2 separate regions of the Mus musculus genome follow, and region 1 is linked to region 2. A link is a contact called in public HiChIP or PLAC-seq data. All regions are on one chromosome and are shown on one strand. The core of a region is the stretch at or near the end of the contact, and the rest is flanking DNA. Distances in the headings are between cores, read along the strand shown. Region 1 has its middle 18 kb from the start of Gm7160. Region 2 holds the start of Relch (RAB11 binding and LisH domain, coiled-coil and HEAT repeat containing).

Evidence for each region. HiChIP or PLAC-seq counts read pairs in DNA pulled down with a chosen protein or histone mark.
Region 1: a contact with region 2 is called in an H3K4me3 HiChIP or PLAC-seq map of bone marrow-derived macrophages, with 5 times the contacts expected there. The contact joins the enhancer-like site here to the promoter of Relch in region 2. A contact is called at or near these places in 9 of 39 promoter capture datasets (3T3-L1-derived adipocytes, the C10 cell line, the HPC-7 cell line and 4 more), 11 of 484 Hi-C or Micro-C datasets (B cells, CD4 T cells, CD8 T cells and 6 more), 9 of 115 datasets of contacts at active chromatin or transcription factors (CD8 T cells, the SCID.adh cell line, T-cell acute lymphoblastic leukemia and 5 more) and 3 of 9 other capture datasets (adipose tissue, liver and pancreatic islet).

Annotation. Positions count from the first base shown.
Region 1 is chr1:105,970,486-105,973,506 of GRCm38.p6, reverse strand. No RefSeq gene overlaps it. Among named protein-coding and RNA genes, the nearest start is that of Gm7160, 18 kb to the left of the region's middle. Within about 2 kb of position 1,431, at least 173 of the 459 cell types and tissues checked have an H3K27ac peak or open chromatin away from gene starts, as enhancers often do. A contact at or near this core is called in B cells, CD8 T cells, the HPC-7 cell line and 11 more, where this site is marked.
Region 2 is chr1:105,662,407-105,665,171 of GRCm38.p6, reverse strand. It overlaps Relch (RAB11 binding and LisH domain, coiled-coil and HEAT repeat containing), which reads right to left and starts at 1,311. Exons shown (of 29, transcript NM_173187.4): 1 at 539-1,311. The coding sequence starts at 1,064. It overlaps Pign (phosphatidylinositol glycan anchor biosynthesis, class N), which reads left to right and starts at 1,496. Exons shown (of 31, transcript NM_013784.3): 1 at 1,496-1,672.

The DNA of each region.
Region 1 (3,021 bases), core at 182-2,681, 310 kb before region 2:
TGCAAATTACCTTTAACAAAATACTTCTTTTGGACAAAAAAAAAAAAAAAAAAAAAAAAAAAAAAAAAGACTGATTTTGCCAGGGACATTAACGTCGAATGGCCATTTTAGGTCGTACACTACTGGGTCCCTCATGTAAAGTAATGACAATAGGTAACAAGAGTTACCTAAAACTGAGATGTGTGTGGGGAGATACAGATTATGGAGGGAAGGGCGAGGCAGAATATAATGTCATTGTATATGAAAGTGTCCTCAGGACGATGGGAAGGTGGCTCGGGAGCTAAAGGCAGCTTCTGTCAAACCCAATGTCCAAGCCCTGGGACCAGCATGGAGGAGGAGAGAACCAACTCCCCCGAGTTACCCTCTGATCTCCACATATACACCGTGGTGCACACAGCATCTTAAAAAAAATTAAAGCCAGCATTTAAAAGATTTTGGTAAGTTTTGTAACCGTGATTGCACCGTGAGGAAATAATCCTAAATCAGCAAAAAGGAAAAGAAAAATCTTCAAATGAATTAATGTTCCAAGATAACCTTTGAGCAAATACATCCACTATAAGAGAATGGCATGTAACTTGAAAAATAGAGCCTGAATTTGTTGGGTTTTTTGGTTGGTTTGTTTTGTTTTAAATATTTATTTATTTTCTTTATTTACATTTCAAATGTTATCCCACTTCCCAGCCCCCCAAACCCCCTCTCTTATCCCCCTCCCCCTGCTTCTATGAGAGTGCTCCTCCACCCACCCACCCACCCACCCACTCCTGCCTCCCCACCCTCGAATTCCCCTGCACTGGGGCATCAAGCCTTCACAGGACCAAGGACTCCTCCCATTGATTCATGACAAGGCCATGCTCTGCTGGATATGGGTCCCTCCATATGCAGCTGGAGCCATGGGTCCCTCCATATGCAGTTGGAGCCATGGGTCCCTCCATCTGTACTCATTGGTTGGTGGCTCCTTCAGTCCTTTCTCTAACTCCTCCATTGGGGACCGTGTGGAGCTTGGATTTCTACAGAGCATCAAGTAACTGTTTGCCAAGAGAAAAAAAAATGAGATTATAGACCCTTCTCCATCTTGTGACCAGAATGTTCCTCAGCCCAGAGAGTTCTCAGCACTTTGTGTAGGTCCCTTAAATTCACTAGCGAGTTGGGAATCCTTGGTGATCCGCTCACTCTGTAGGATTTCCCAGGAGCAAGCCAGTGTGTTCACAAACCGGTACCTAATCTAATAAAGTAAATGGCTTTTCCTTGATCTAAAGTGGATAGACAAGGTACTGAGCTCTCAATATTTTGAAAGCTCCTGCTAGGGAACATCTGCCTTGCAATAACTGGTTTATTTTAATCAGGTTAAAAAGCAGAGAAGAACAATAACATCATATGAGGAAAGGGAAAGGGACTACACTGAGAAACAGAACTGAAACTTAACTAATAAGGACCGGAAAGGAAACCGAAACTCAGCCAACAGCACAATGAAAACAAAATCCCCATCCAGGTAGGAGTTTAAGAACCAGCATTATCAGAAAGGCAAAGTTCCCCAAGTAATAAAGTGTACTGGAAATGAGCCAGCTGTCTGACCGTGTTACTCTTCTGAAAAAGGAGAGATAACATCCTGTGTCAGCCTGACGAAGCACAGGGCACCGAGGCGTCTTGCACTGGGAAGGCTTTAGTTCCTGTCCAACCACCAGCGTTTGGAGTTGGGGAGGGCATGAAAACTGAATCCGTGGGGGCAGCAAGAGAGGATCATGACAGGGGAAGGTTGGGGCAAATCATCTGCCCTGCTCAGCAGGGGCCTCTAGGAGAACAGTGCAAGTTAATAGAGCATAAGCAGCAATTCCGGGATGGGGATCAGGAAACAAGATGAGTTGCACAGGGCACGGGAGCAGGGCACACAAGACATCAGTCTGTTAAGGAAGATTCTAGATCAGCCATTCTCAACCTGTGGGTTCTGACCCACAGGAGTCACCTAAGACCACCAGGAAACACAGACATTTACACTGTGATTCATGACAGCAGCCAAATTAGTTAAGACATGGCAGTGAAAAATAATTTTATGGTTGGGGGTCACCACAATGTGAGGGTCGCAGCATTAGGAAGGTTGAGAACCACTGATTTGTAGAGCTTTGTTTTCCTGGTGTCCTCCAGCCCGTTTGGCTCTTACACTCTTTCTGCCTCCTCCTGCAGTGGGCTTTACTGAGATCTGGAGGTGAGGGATTTGCAGGAGACCTCCCATTTAGAGCTCGGTGTTCCAAGGTTTCAATCTTTGCTCAGTGTTTGCAGAGCCCAGTTTTAAATTGGGTCCTTTGTCTTCTCGGTTCTTTGGGTTTTTTGTTTGTTCATTTGTTTTTGAGTTCTTTTTATATTCTGACTATTAATCATACATATATGTGTATGTATAGATATATAAATATATACACACACATACATAGATATATATCTGGCAAAGATTCTCCCTCAGCCTGTGGGTTACTCTTTACTTGACTGATGGTTTCCTTGGTAGTACAGAAGGCTTTAGTTGTATGAGGACCCACTTGTCAATTGTTGGTCTTAGTTCCTTGGCAAAAGGCTTCCTCGACCGAAGCTCCTTCCCACCTATGTTATGCCTATATTTTCTTTTAGCAGTTCCAGTTTTTTAGGTGTTACATGAGTTCTTTGACCCATTTTAAGACAATTTTTGGTCAGGGTGATAGATACGGCTATTATTTCATTTTTCTACATATGAGCATTCAGTTTTCTCAGCACAATTTGTCGAAGATCATGCCTTTTTTCCAGTGCATATTTTTGTCATCTCTTTCAAATACACATACAGCTGTAGCTATGTGTATCGTGTTTGGGTCTTCTAAACTAATTTATAAAGATCAGTAGCTTTTCTATATACACCAAAATTCTCCGAAAGAGATCATGGAAACATTTCCATTTACAATAGCCCCAAAGAAAATTAAGTAGGAATCAGTTAAACCAACGAAGTAAAAGATGTCTGCAATGAAAACGTTAAGACTCTAAACAAAGAGATTGAGCAAGACACTA
Region 2 (2,765 bases), core at 62-2,561:
TTCTATGAAGCAGACACATCTCATTTCCTTCTTTTTATTAGCATATATTAATGATACAAAATAATGGAAAAGCAAAGACAAAAGATCTTCAGTGGATTGAACTTCAGTACAGAGGGCTGACATTTCCTGTTTGTTCTTTTTCTTGAGTCAAAGAATTACTAAGAAACATTTTATTTCCTCGTAGTGTGATTCAACAGCCTGGGGAAAAAAGGAAAACTGCCTAGAGAAAAATGCCCAGGCAATAAGGAAGCTTTCTAGAGTGCCATAATACTCAATAAACTGGAAACCCTGATGTTATAGGTCCCAACACCAACGGGGAGCCAGGAGCTGTACAACACCTGCCAAAGATCGGAAACCAATGCAAAGAAGAGCTACAGCAGGATCTTTCTGTTTGCAGTACACAGGACACCTCGCATCTCACTCAACATACTCTCCCTTCTCAAGACGACCCTAGACTCAGTACCCGCCCACAATCCCCTTCAGCTGCACTCCAACTCTAATCCCCCATCTGCAGGTGTGACAGGCGACGCCTACTTACTGAGCTGTCCTCCGCCCGACGTCGTACTCGGTTCCCGACCTCCAGCGCCTCCGACGATGGAGGCGCCAGGGATCCCGGGCGCCCCCATCCCTGGGGGGGTCCCACTCTGCCTCTCGAAGTTGCCAGGATTGGAGAAGTAATCGCGCAGTCGTGGTAGCTCGCGGCCGCTCTCCAACAGCTCGGTGTGCAGCTCCAGGGCGGTCAGCAAGTATTGATCGCGCAACAGCTGAGCGGCGATGGCATCGATTGACAATCGGGCAGGGGTCTCCCCGCTGCCCCCCGGAGCCGCCGGGGCGGCGGACATCTCCACAGCGAGCCCCGGCCGCGCGCTGCTTCCCAGGGCCATGGGGTCCTGTGGCGACAGGGAGCCTGCAGAACCAGGATCTAGGCCGACCCCGGCACCCAGCCGAAGTCCTGCCCGCCGGTCCTCGGTTGCCGCTACCTCGTCGTCGTCCTCATCCGAATCACTGAGGAAAGGATTTACTCCGCTACCACTGCCACCACCTCCGGGCGCCATCGCCGCCATCTTATTCTGTCAGGAATGTGGGTGCTTCCCTGCTTGGCCCGACAGGCCCTCAGCCTGAATCCCCGTTAGGTCCCGAGAGCCGCCGACCACCTAGGCAGCCCAGGCCGACCGCACCTCTCCTCACCTAGAGCCTAGGCCGGACTGGGAGGCAGGAGCCCGGTATGCAGCAGCACCTCCCGTCTCAGCCGCTGCTGCACCAGTAGCCGACTCTGCAGGCGTCTTCCTGGTCCCTAGTCTCGCGAGAACTGGCTTGGTCCCATCTTCGCCCCGCCCCGTCCCCGCCTCAGCCCCACCCACCTCTGGCCTTGGAGTGGCAAGATCGAAGGAACCGCTCCAGGCTCAAACATAAGACCCCGCCCACAAGCTCTCGAGGATTGGCTGGAGTTACAGGACCTGGCCAGAGAGTTATCGCGAGAGCAGCGAAGGCCTGGGGCAGGTTGGGGGCGTTCCCTGGAGCAGTAGAGGTGGAGGTCGCTGAGGGGTACGATTTGGCTGTGGTTTTTGAGGGTTGAAGGGAACCCTCCCGACATCTTTCACCGCCCTGGGTCCTGCCTTCGTTCTGAGGAGGTCCCGTTCCCAAGACTGGGCCTGAGCCGGATAGTTCTCAGGTAAAGTCCCGGGACCCTTGCACTTAAGGTGTTCCCACGCCCGCTTCTCCCTTCACGCTTCAGTTTTTTGTCGCTGTTTGCTGTCACCGCCCAGATAGCAAGTGCTCTGAGCAGCGGTCAGAATCTGGCTTCTTTGCTCTTCCCTAGTTTCCCAGCCATCTGCTCTCTCCCCTGGAGATCTGGCGACGGCATGGCCTCCTTGTGGTTAAGGAGGGCGCCTTCCCGCCCCCTCCGTCCGGGAATAGGACTTAGAAAGCTGAAGGGTGCAGATAGAGCCTGGACGGAAGTTGCAACATTTGAGTTTCGAGATGCCTTTACACTCATCTGTGAACAGCCTGGTCTTGGACGACAAACTAAGTAATATGTAAACCCATGGAAATTAACATACACTTTACATCAAAGGAACTTTTCAAACTATCAGCGCTATCTCTTCAGTACAACTAAGTTGTCTGGGCCGCTTCAGTGGCCTGGTCATGTCCACTGCACTAGGACACATTCGTTGGAACAAGTATCACCTATCTTTTGTCCAAAACCATTCTTTTCCACAATCCCCTGAAACCTTGCTAAGTCCATTTAGGCTAGAATCGAGGTTTTCTTTATGGATCAATCAAATTTTAGCGATTTAAAAAATTGTACTCTGTAGAGAGATTTGATGGCCTTTATGAAACATTTAGCACATAACTATACTCGTAGGTTTGGAATATCATTTATCCTTTATGCTATTCCTTGATTGTAGTTTGAGGTGATAAGAAGTTTCCCTGTCGCTATTAGACTCCTAGCCCTCATATCTTCTATTTTGTTAAACATAGAATGCCACTTTTTCCTGGTTTTAGAATTAAGTTCTTATTAACACCAGGTCCTAACAGACAACAAAATAAATAGCCAACAGTGCTAACCATCTGCTCTGATATATATAATGAAGTATCTCCTTTATCTTTGTGGAAAATAAAAATAGAGCATTGTTATATGACCTCAGGTCTGGTTACCGGTTTACATGTAAAGTATCCCAGCAGTTAAGTGTAGGTTTTAATTTCAGTTTAATCAGTCTCACAGGAAACTAAAATTTCATTTGAATGAGGCTCTGAAATGCTTT